Linked DNA regions of Mus musculus: region 1 is linked to region 2. A link is a contact called in public Hi-C data. All regions are on one chromosome and are shown on one strand. The core of a region is the stretch at or near the end of the contact, and the rest is flanking DNA. Distances in the headings are between cores, read along the strand shown. Region 1 holds the start of Sfrp1 (secreted frizzled-related protein 1). Region 2 holds the start of Nkx6-3 (NK6 homeobox 3).

Region 1 (5,707 bases), core at 176-2,675, 260 kb after region 2:
TCCCTTACCCAAATGTGCCTGTTTGGTTTGGGCATCTTTCATCAGCCTAGGAAGGACAGGCATGTTGACCGCCTGCTGCAGCTGCTTCCCGCAGTAGAGTCACAGCATCAGCGTGTGTATGATTGCTTTAAGAAGGGATCCCCGCATCTTTGCAAGTTCCGGAGCTTTTACTCGGAAAGGAGAAATTGGGTCTATTGAGTGGAAAGCAAGACTCCCCAGAGCTTTATAAACCAGCCGCCTGGGCCAGCGGCATCTCCCACTGTGTTGGGCTTTGCAACTAGGAGTGGCGACCCATTTGCCACCCAGTACCGCAACACACTGCATCCTCTGCTGCCCCTCCACCCACTATGAAGAACACAGAATGAGGTGATCCAGAGAACTTCTCCGGCTGCTTGTGCGGTCTCCTCTCTACTCTAGATCCCACCCCTAGCTCTCTGAATGTAAGGGGAGTATTTGGAACACTCAAGCAATTCCCAGGAAGTGAGTAGTGGGTGTGTGTGGTCAGGGGTGGGGGAGGCTAGAGGACGACTTAGTTATTCTTTCTTGCCTGGCTTCTGCCTTATGCGGGAGGGGGTGACACACCTTTGGTTTTTGACCTCTGAATTAGCATGTGTATCTTGAGTTGGTATCCACCCACCCAGTACTGCTGGTATTTTTAGTGCTTTGGCTTTCTAATCCACAAACGCGTCTGTGTGTGTGTGTGTGTGTGTGTGTGTGTGTGTGTGTAAGTTTGTGCACATATGTGTTGTCTGCAGAGCTGAGACTTGAGTAGGGTCTTAAAAACATCGTTTAAAAACGTCAACTGTCCTTGGGAGCTAATACCCACATGATCAGTGCTCTTCTCCGCAGTGAGCCCCTTTCCCGTTCTACCTTCGGTCACCTGGAACACAGCCACAAACACCACCTTCTCTTAGTCTTTGCAAAAGCCCAGACTCCCCGGGAATTTAAAAGAGCTCCCTAAATTCAGCCTGCCCATCCGAGCAGCTGGGAAGCAGCTAAGATTAAAACCGTGGAGCGAAGGGCTGCTGGTCTGTTGCGTTGTTCCTTGGAACTAGGAAAAGAAGTAGAAAAAAGTCTTCACAACTGCATCAATTTGCAAGTATTATGAAGAGTCCTTTTTTTTTTTTTTAAACAAACCGACTCACTCTAATTACAGCGTCCAACTCCGACTCCACCCACCCCGCACTTCTAACTACTCTCTCCCTTTTGCTTTTGCCTCCTTCGAAAGTACTTGCTTAGTTTTTGGTTTTGCTTTTTAAGGGGTGTTGACCTGGGTCTAGTTCTAGTAAACCGATCCTTCTGGCCGGCGCGGCGATTGGTTAACTGCGCGGCTGACTGACGCGGTGTGGAGAGCGGCTCCCGGCAGCGCGGAGCTGATTGGCTGCGCGCGGGGAGATCCAGGGCTCGGCCACCCGCACACCGCGCATTCGAGCTGCAGCGTCGCAAGTAGGTGCAGCAGCCCGCAGCCCGCCGCGCCTCTGCGAGCCGGGACAGCACTCGGCCCCGCGCGCTCCCCGCCCCGCGCCAGCCCCGCCGCGGCGACCTGCTGCAGCGGAGGACCCCATCGATCGGAGACCCGGGGAGCAGCGCGCAGCCGCCGAGCCGGACGGGGCCCGGCACTGCGCCTTTGTCCCCGGAGGCTCCGGGAAGTTTGCAGCGGGACGCGCGCGTGAAGGCAGCGTGGGCAGCCCCGACGTCGCCGAGCAACATGGGCGTCGGGCGCAGCGCGCGGGGTCGCGGCGGGGCCGCCTCGGGAGTGCTGCTGGCGTTGGCCGCCGCTCTGCTGGCCGCGGGTTCGGCCAGCGAGTACGACTACGTGAGCTTCCAGTCCGACATCGGCTCGTATCAGAGCGGGCGCTTCTACACCAAGCCCCCGCAGTGCGTGGACATCCCGGTGGACCTGAGGCTGTGCCACAACGTGGGCTACAAGAAGATGGTGCTGCCCAACCTGCTGGAGCACGAGACCATGGCAGAGGTGAAGCAGCAGGCCAGCAGCTGGGTGCCGCTGCTCAACAAGAACTGCCACATGGGCACCCAGGTCTTCCTCTGTTCGCTCTTCGCGCCCGTCTGTCTGGACCGGCCCATCTACCCGTGTCGCTGGCTCTGCGAGGCCGTGCGCGACTCGTGCGAGCCGGTCATGCAGTTCTTCGGCTTCTACTGGCCCGAGATGCTCAAATGTGACAAGTTCCCCGAGGGCGACGTCTGCATCGCCATGACCCCGCCCAATACCACGGAAGCCTCTAAGCCCCAAGGTAAGGGTATGCCTTCCCACGCCCGCGAACCCCCGCGCCCATCCGCACTGGCCCAGGGCTGTAGAGGGGGAAAGCTCAGGAGCCGCGCACCGCAACCCGCAAGGTGTGCAGACCCGATCCCTAAAGCTTCTGGGAGGCCCAGGCATCGCTTGGCGCTTCTCCCGCTCCAGGTACTCCCTGATGGCTGGTGAGCCTCGGCCGTGGGGGGGGGGGGGTTGGGGGGGGCGAGGGGAGACCTGGAGCTGCTCTTCCTAAGCTCCAGTCTGGCGTTTTCCATACCTGAAAGAAAGCAAAGCTTAGGTTTTAAATAAAAGGACGTCTATCTCTTCAGAGAGAGTGCGGTGTCCTGTTCCAAAACTGTTAACATCCGAGACAGACACTGCTCCCTTGGAAAACCACTCGCTCAAACTACAACAACAAACAAACAACCCCAAACGTAAGACGGAGGGATTTATTTTCATAAGTTTGTAATTTTTTTCTCTAAAAACAAAACCATCAACAAGAAATCCTCTTTGCTCAGCTTATCTTCCAGTCGTGTTGCAGATCTGGAAGAGGAAAGAAGTTTAGAAAGCGCAACTTCTCTTTCTTCCCCTCTAAATTCAGGCAGCAACCTTGAGTTTAGCAAACCAAGGGGGATGCAAAAACCTCTGGTGCCCCAGCCTTGCTTACCCCCTGCTTCTCTCCTTCACACAAATCCTTGGGTAATTAGAAAGATAAAAATGTAATTAGCTCATTGTTTATCTCCTCCTGGAAGGGTGAGGACCTGCAAATTGGGTGCTGCAAATACTGAACCCTGGGGGGCCCGAATTTCTCTTGGGAACCCTGTATTTAAAGGGAAATTTTCATGTGAGAGGGAAAAAGAAAATCTGGAGACTCAAACAAAATCAAACTAGAAACACACACAGAACTCATAGCTGCACCACAGCATGCTGGTGGTATGAATCCTGACTGTGTTCATTCCTGTGAGGCGAGCCTTAGGAGTATATAACATATATTCTTGTCCAGTGGCCCTTGTCACAGAAGTGGGCACCTCCTGGCCATTTCTGAAGGGGAGACTTTACTTATCTTCGAGTGTTGAGTGTCTTGGCTTTCTGAAGCAGGGTCTTAGTCTCTTGGTGTTCAGCCCAGGCTGGTCTTGAACACAAATTCCTCCTGTTTCAGGCTCCTCAGTTCTAGGGTTACAGGAGTGCACGCACTGCCAAGTGCCTCTTGTTGGTGCCTCATTTTGCTGCCCCAGAGTGAGGACTGGGGTAGGCATGAGGAAAGTCTGAAGGCTCCTATTCATTCTAGGGAGGAAGGTAGGTCCAAAGTGATTGCCCTTGTCTGGCGTGGGCCCCAGCCTGTAAGGTAAATGGTAGCCCGGGGCACCTCTGTCCTCAGGGCTGGTATGTGTAGCCATTTGGGATGGCTCACTGGGGGCTGAGCATTTCCCTAGGCCAGCACTGTGCTTTCAATCCCCATTGAGCTGTCCTCCCCTCCTACCTCCTCAGCCCCCTGCAGACCTCAGCTTCCTTTCTAGCTCCTGCCTTCCCAGAGAGCCTGTGGCCAACTTTGCTTGAATTCTGTCCATTCCCCATGGCCACTGATTGATTACCCTTTGCTGGGGCCATTGGTGGGCTTAAAGTGGATGGATGCCTTGTGAGAAACAGTTTTGTGTAAAGGGTCTGATGTTTGCGGGCAAGAGGACCAGATTGCGTGTGTGTGTGTGTGTGTGTGTGTGTGTGTGTGTGTGTGTGTGGTGCTGTTTCTGAGGGAGTGGCCACACAAACAAGTGCCTCCAAGAGATGGGCAGGGCAAGGGTACACTCACCCTCTACTCATTTATGGATGCCTCTGTGTGGTTCCATGTATCTGTCTCCTCCTTGTCCCGTGCTCAGATGGAGGAATTCTTTGTTGAATCAAGGTGTGTGTGTGTGTGTGTGTGTGTGTGTGTGTGTGTGTGTGTGTTATCTGGCAGGCTTTCTCTGGGTAGGCTGGCTTTCTCTTAAGTGATTTTGATTTCCAGAGAGACATCACTAGGAAGGTGTCCTGCACGATGGATACGCACTTTTGCCCCTCAGGACTGTCTGTCAGTTGAGTGTAAGCTGTTTAGGGAAAAGGTTAAGACAGATTACACTACTGGTCCTCAAAACCTTAGGCTGGTGGCTCTGGAACAAGCAAGCCCTGGGACTTTGGGATGATAGTAAGTTCCACACAGGTGCCTTGTTCCGTTCCTCGTCTATCCTGTATCCCTAATACGGAGATCTAAAATTTCAACATAGCACTACATCTTCGAGTAAGCTTGGACACAGGTTTTGGGAAGATAGGCAAGCTCCTTGTTATTAAAGGTAAGTCCAATCCTGAGTAATGAGCCAAAGACTTTTTTTCCTCCCTCTCTTTCAAACAGTGGCTGCTCCCGGTACCCTAGCTTCTGTCAGGAAAAGCAATTATGCCGTCCGTCCGTCCGAGGAAACTGACTTTTAAGTCTTGGACATACATTGCATTCATTTAATAAATGGTCGCTCTCCTTCCCTGCCGGGTTTCACTGAGTTGGAAGAGCGAGCCTGTCTTGTTCGGTCCTGTTGTTTAGACACGCTGTGCATTAAATCAGCCAGGTTAAGTCACAGACTGGAGAGGCCAGGGGCCCTCATTTCTCCCTCACTCTGTTATGGTGCTTCCTCCTCTCTCCTTAGTGAGCCAGGGAAAATCAATCCCCCTGCCTCCCCTCACCCCTCTCCCAGCTCCTCTCCCCCACTCTCTCCCTATACACATTGATTTTTCACAAAGCAATCTTAGTCCTGGCTTCAGCGTTGGCCTTTCCCCTTCCCCTTCCTCATAACCAATAAGGAAACACAAAACCTTTAAGTCTTGCATTCGTTGGCTTCACACTTTACCGTCTTGATTCGGTTTACCTGTCCAATGGAAGTCTCAGTTGGTTGCTTCTGTGAGGCAGCCATGCAGGGCCCCAGACACACACAAGGGGCAGAGATTAATATTGCATTACACACTCTCCTCTCTCTAGCGAGAGCTGCTCAACTCTTGGCTGGAAGTACTGAGAGGACGGAAAGCCATGTTGAGAATACACGGTGATCCACCCATCACCCTGCACCCCCTGGCCCCCAGAAGCCCCTGAGAGTGCTTGCAGGCTGGGCTCAATCCACAGGCTGAAACCTCCTGTCCTGTTGGAGTGCAGAGCCTGGGAATGCCAGTAGCGTTTTGCGGTGTATGAAGGAGACCTAGAATGCCTTGTTCAATGTTTTATACCTTGAACGTTGCAATGTGATAACTTCTACTTGGAGAAGGAGAAGGAGAAGGAGAAAAGAAGAATAAGAAAGAAGAAAGAAGAAAGAAGAAAGAAGAAAGAAGAAAGAAGAAAGAAGAAACAGCAACCACAAAAAACAGAGAGGAAACCCAAACACAGAGTTTATTTTCCTATTATAGGTCACTTGGTTCTGTCTACAACTTCCCTTCCTTTTT
Region 2 (5,476 bases), core at 2,484-4,983:
CTGACCACGGGCCCAGCGCAAGGAGAGCCGGAGCAGGATGGAGCTGCTGACCAGGAGGCTGAGGAGAGACCCTCTTCTATCTAGACTCAGGGCCAGGCCAGGAAGGGGACCCTCAACTGGCTGGTCTTGCCTTGGAGCCCTCAGGGAAGAGCCTTAACGTCACACTAGAGTCTCCTGCAGAGGGAGGCCCGAATCAGCACAATCCGGCTCCGCCATGCCCGGGCGGCGCCCCCTAGGGCCAGGAGAGAGACTGGCAGGCTCTTCTCGCTCTCCCAGAGCCACTGGTGGACGGCGGTCACCTTCCTCGCCTGCCGCTCCTCGGGGTGTCGTCGGGACACAATAAAAACCTTCCAAGTAGCACAGACGCCCCTTCATGCCCGTACCCCCACGCCCTGGAGGCCCTCCCGGGGACTCCAGCCCGCGCGCGCTCTAGCCCCGGGCCAGTGCGCGGGTTGGGGGATGCTGTGGTCCACGGGCGCGGCTAGCTTTCCTGGGGGTAGGGAGGAGGGGCGGCGGCCCCGGGAGGGCGGGCGAGCACGGGCGCGGGGTCGCCCCGCCTCGCCCCGCACCCTCCGCCCAGTAGCGGCTCTTAGCGCCCTGCGCGGCCCGACTCCGCTTTGGCACCCTCCGCTCGGTCTGGCTTGGCTGCTTGGCACGCCGCCCCCCCGCCCTCGGCGGCATGGCTGCGCGCTCCCGTTGCTAGTAGGAGCTGTTTTAGGAGGAGTTTGGGGTCTCCACTTGATGCCTAGAGAATGCTGCAGTCTGCACCTTAGACGCTTTTTAGAAGTTTTGAAATGACCTTGATTTTTTTAATTGTTATGAAAAAAAATGAACTATGTCTTGGCTCTCTCACATGCTCTGTTACTGAGAGAGACCAGCCCACCCTACTCTGATGTATAGACCATTCTCCCTACACCAGCTAAACAAATGTCAAATTAATAAAGAAACGGACTCATGGCACTGGTCTCCATCGCTTCTTCTTGGCTCATCTTTGGGAGTTCGAGGTGCTGGGGGGAGTATAGATTGCCTGGTTTGGGGGTGGGATGGGGTCTGTTGAGTAGCATCAGAAGACACTCTGCTCCAAGAAGGGGTCCACCAATGCCCAGATCCTGGAAAGCCCCGTAATCAGTGCCATCCCAGAAAAAGCTGACCACCTGGCTATCACGACAGAAGGGGTCGGGTCGGAGGGGACCCTACAAACCAGAGAACCTGAGAACAGGCAGGCTGCTGACTTTCAGCAGGGGGCGGTGTCAGAGTTCTGCACTCACTGAGATAGCAAGTGGTCCCTGTTTGAATTAGTTTCCAACACTTTATGCAAAGCTGGGGTCCCAAATCGGTGGCGGTGTTGTTGTTTCCTCCTTTGTCAGATGAAGAATAGAGGAAACAGTTTCAGCAGCCTCTGGCATTTGTCACTTGAGGTTACCACACGATGACCCCTCATCAGCTATAGCATTAAATAAGAGTCGAATCATTTGCAGCAAATGACCTTCCTAACTTCTCATTATTACAGAATGACCAAATCTTTGTCCCTAACATTGCTGGTGCTCCCCAGCCCCACGCCAGTGTCTCATGCACTGAAAGGCCAGCAACTCGACCCTGCATTTGTATTCCCCCAGAGGGTTTTAAAAACACTTCCAGAACCACAACTGCCTTGGTTGGGTGGCAAGTCTGGGAATCTGGAATAGTTGACACATGGCCTGGTCTAACATAAACCTAACATAAACTGTTACTAACTAAAAACAACAACAAAACAAAACAAAAACCCAAAAAACAAAAACAAAAACAAAAGTTACTAACTTTTTTGTGTGTGTGGGGGGGGGGGGGGGAGTTCCTAAGTCCAGACAGCCAAAGATGAACAGAGCTACACAGAAAGGGGTGGGGGGGGGGGGCTATCAATCAAAAGTTAATAGAGACTGGAGAAAGAGAACATCTCAGAGAGTCGCTGAGAACTAAAATCAGTTGAAGGCACACTGTAAAGAGGTGATTAAAGAAAACAGAACCCATTCCTGTTGATGGCTTAGTGGCTGAAACCACTCCAAAAAGCGAAGTCCAGTCCCGAGGGTGGGAGAAGGAATTCCTGCTGCGAGCAGACTCACTCCTCGCTCAGTGGCACACCTAAGTCCTCCAGGTGGATTACAATGTGTTGGCCTGTTGATTTGGTTTTGAAAGTAAAACTTGTTATAAATTAGAAGTTGACTCCAAAATACAGCCCCTTTTTGGATGGTGGAAAAATAAAAATAAAAACAAAACAATTTTTTTCCTCAGGCCAAAGAGATGGCACCAAGAAATCTGAGTTTGGTTCCTGTCAAGGGCTCATAATTGCCTGTAACTCCAGCCTCAAGGGATTCATCATCCTTTTCTAGACTTCTTGGATGGAGAGAGAGAGAGAAAGAGAGAGAGAGAGAGAGAGAGAGAGAGAGAGAGAGAGAGAGAGAGAGAGAGCGCACACACACACACACTGAGACTCTTAATTTTAAAGGTCTTCAAAAAAATAGCCCAACCTGTAGGAAGGTCATCTTGCCCTGCGTAAAAGCTTTTCTATCTGATCCTCACCTAAATCACCCATGGCACGGAAAGTATTGCTTACATTACAGTCAAATTCTCCACAGCAAGCCAGCTTTCTCTACCTCAGACCTCTGCCTCAAACAAAGCTAACAAAGAAAAGGCTCTGTCTCTCACCTGTGAAAACACAGATCCCTCCAAACACAAGACAGTGTGTTCCCCAAAGCCCCAGTGGCCTGGTCAGGAAGAAGTCATTTAGATAGCCAATCACCTTGCACCTGCCATTTCACACTTCAGGTGACTTCAGGAAAGAATTTAGAGACTAGCCTGGCAGGCAAGCCCTGATTCCTCTGTGCCTCTGTTTCCCCGTTATCAACTGAGAGACGGTACCCACAAGAATCATCAGATTGCAAAAATTCCTCAGAAACAAAGCGAATGGTGGCGTCCTTATAGTCAGTGTAGCCCCAAGCCTCAGCCCGACTGCCCTGCTTAGGTCTCTGCCTCAGGAGCCCAGGGCTGCTCACAGGAGAGAAAGAGACTTCACCCAGGACACAGCCAGCCAGACTACTCAAGAGACCAAGAAAGGCTGGCTGGGAGAAACAGGAACCACCATTCTTCAGTGGAATGCCTTCTGACCCCCCACACCCCTGCAACTCCCAGAGCTGTTCCACGGCCCACTCCCTAAGCAAGACGTTTCCCACCCCGTGGTCTCAAGGCCAGAGACTTGCATTCCCCCAGAGAATAGTGATTGCTCAGTCTCCCCACTTACCCAGGAGAAAGGGAAGCAGCTGTATGTTACCTCAAAGCGTCACATTCATTCCGACAGGGGCAGCTTGGGACTGTGACCTCTGAGCCTCTCTCTCTCTCTCTCTCTCTCTCTCTCTGACTTCCGCAGGAGCCTCCAGTCCCTACCTCCAGGCGCCCACCTTTTCTTAGATACTGGACTTGGGTAAGCAAATGGAGCCTGTGACCAGGCTCAGGGCGCCTAGAGCTAATTCTTTCACACACGCACATGAGCACACACACATGCACACACACACACACACACACACACACACGGACTGGCTGATTTACAGTCAATCTTTCAAAGTGCAATTTGTCTAGGAGAAGCCAATGTGAGGCCCATGTGGTCTCCAACCAATGGCGACACAGCGCTTGCAGCTCAGCCAGTCTCAGGTCTGTATTCTAATGGGCCATATCTTTATCAAGGAAATGTCCCCTCTCTGAACTTAAAACTTCTGATGGAGGGCCCCCAGACTCAGAGGCAGAGAAACCGGGTGCTCTGAGTATGGAAAGCACCCCTCCTTAGGCCCAGCGGGCAGAGAGGGAAAGAGGAAGGCCGCCCACCTTCTCTGGACACCTGACTTGCCAGAGGGCTGACGTAGGTGCCCCATCTCTGAGGAAGGGCCGAGCCAGAGGGCAGTCTGAGGCTCGGGGTGGGATGGGGGGCTCTGATTCTCCAAACCTGTCATGAGGTTCTGGGCCACCATTTGAAGTGCTGGCCTTTAAGGGTTCCTGGACCACCGATTCGCTGACCTGGAGACCATGGAGTCCAACCTGCAGGGGACCTTCCTCCTGAACAACACACAGCTGGCCCAGTTCTCAGAAATGAAGGCTCCCATGTGCCAGTACTCGGTGCAGAACTCTTTCTACAAGCTCAGCCCTCCGGGACTTGGCCCCCAGCTGGCGGCTGGGACTCCCCATGGAATCACTGACATCCTGAGCAGACCGGTTGCCACCCCGAACAGCAGCCTCCTCTCTGGCTACCCCCACGTGGCAGGCTTTGGTGGACTCAGCTCCCAGGGCGTCTACTATGGCCCCCAGGTGGGGAGCTTTTCCAAGGCTGGAAATGAGTACCCGACCCGGACCCGGAACTGCTGGGCAGACACAGGCCAGGACTGGAGAGGCAGCGCTCGGCCATGCAGCAACAGTGAGTACAGGGCCTTCACCCCCAGCCCAACCTGTCCCGGGGAGAAGGCAGGAGGGGGGGGGTCTTTTAAAGGCCGGGCTGCACGCGACCTACCTAACCTCAGCCGCTATTACACAGCCCTGCCAATTCCTGGTCCCTTTTCTCAGCTCACAGCAGAACTGAACCCCACCCTTCTCCCTCCTCCCTACTTCTACCTAGCACAGGTGTCTGGACCCACAGTCACTTCTTGCCCTTCAAGGGACCTTGGGTTCTCCAGGCCCCACGATCACAGTCCATCCCACCATATGCAGCACGTAGCTTAAGTTCGCTTCTGCCCGGAGACATGGCGCCCCTTCACACAGTGAGGCACAGTGCTACCCTGGTGAAGAAAACTTAATGAATTTAGTATCGTATCCCTAAGAGCCCAATGTTATATAGGATTGTTCCAAAAACCCACTGGGGTCCCATCCAGGGCCCATCACCCACCTTCCTGTTCCCCCGTTCATGTCAGCAATGGCAGAACCAGAGCGCTAAGATGACCTTGGCCCTGACTGCTAGGGAGCGGGGCGGGGGGGGGGGGGGCTTACCCCACCCATCCCTGAGACTCAGGTTTCTGAGAACTGGAGTGGAGGGGGTGGGTATTATGCCAATCAGGGATCCAGGAAGTGCCCGGGGCATGTGCCAGTGGGGCATACTGGGAGAGAGTGGCAGTGACTTCCAGGGTTCTCCTTGAGCCACTAAAGCTCCGGGTGAGATAAACATGTGTCAGGGACAGAGGCAAAGCCCCCTCTCCTTCTGTTTAATCTCTATCTCCCACACTGCATAAGGGATTTGGAATCAATGATGGAAACCCTCAAAACTCTTGTCCTCCATGTCTGTGCCTGAATGACAGTCACCTTCCTCATCTCTTGGGACCTATAGTTTGGGGTACTATAAGCTCATGCTGTCTCTCCCACACCTCCACCCTACACTCCCCCATCCTGACCCACCCCTCCATCTTGAATGCATACACACACTAGAAAATAGCCAGGAAAAACAGTGGTCAGTTTAACACAAGAGTAAAGA

What was found. Hi-C and Micro-C count contacts between places; a contact is called where the count stands out from the background.
Region 1: a contact with region 2 is called in a Hi-C map of embryonic stem cells, with 1.8 times the contacts expected there. The contact joins the promoter of Sfrp1 here to the promoter of Nkx6-3 in region 2. A contact is called at or near these places in 2 of 39 promoter capture datasets (embryonic stem cells and liver), 3 of 484 Hi-C or Micro-C datasets (all in embryonic stem cells) and 2 of 115 datasets of contacts at active chromatin or transcription factors (both in embryonic stem cells).

Annotation. Positions count from the first base shown.
Region 1 is chr8:23,410,077-23,415,783 of GRCm38.p6, forward strand. Sfrp1 (secreted frizzled-related protein 1) reads left to right here and starts at 1,426. Exons shown (of 3, transcript NM_013834.3): 1 at 1,426-2,252. The coding sequence starts at 1,709.
Region 2 is chr8:23,149,538-23,155,013 of GRCm38.p6, forward strand. Nkx6-3 (NK6 homeobox 3) reads left to right here and starts at 3,734. Exons shown (of 3, transcript NM_029002.2): 1 at 3,734-4,432. The coding sequence starts at 4,048. Ank1 (ankyrin 1, erythroid) reads left to right here. Exons shown (of 44, transcript NM_001110783.3): 44 at 1-960. It overlaps Gm15816 (predicted gene 15816), which reads right to left and starts at 166. Exons shown (of 6, transcript NR_169137.1): 1 at 1-166.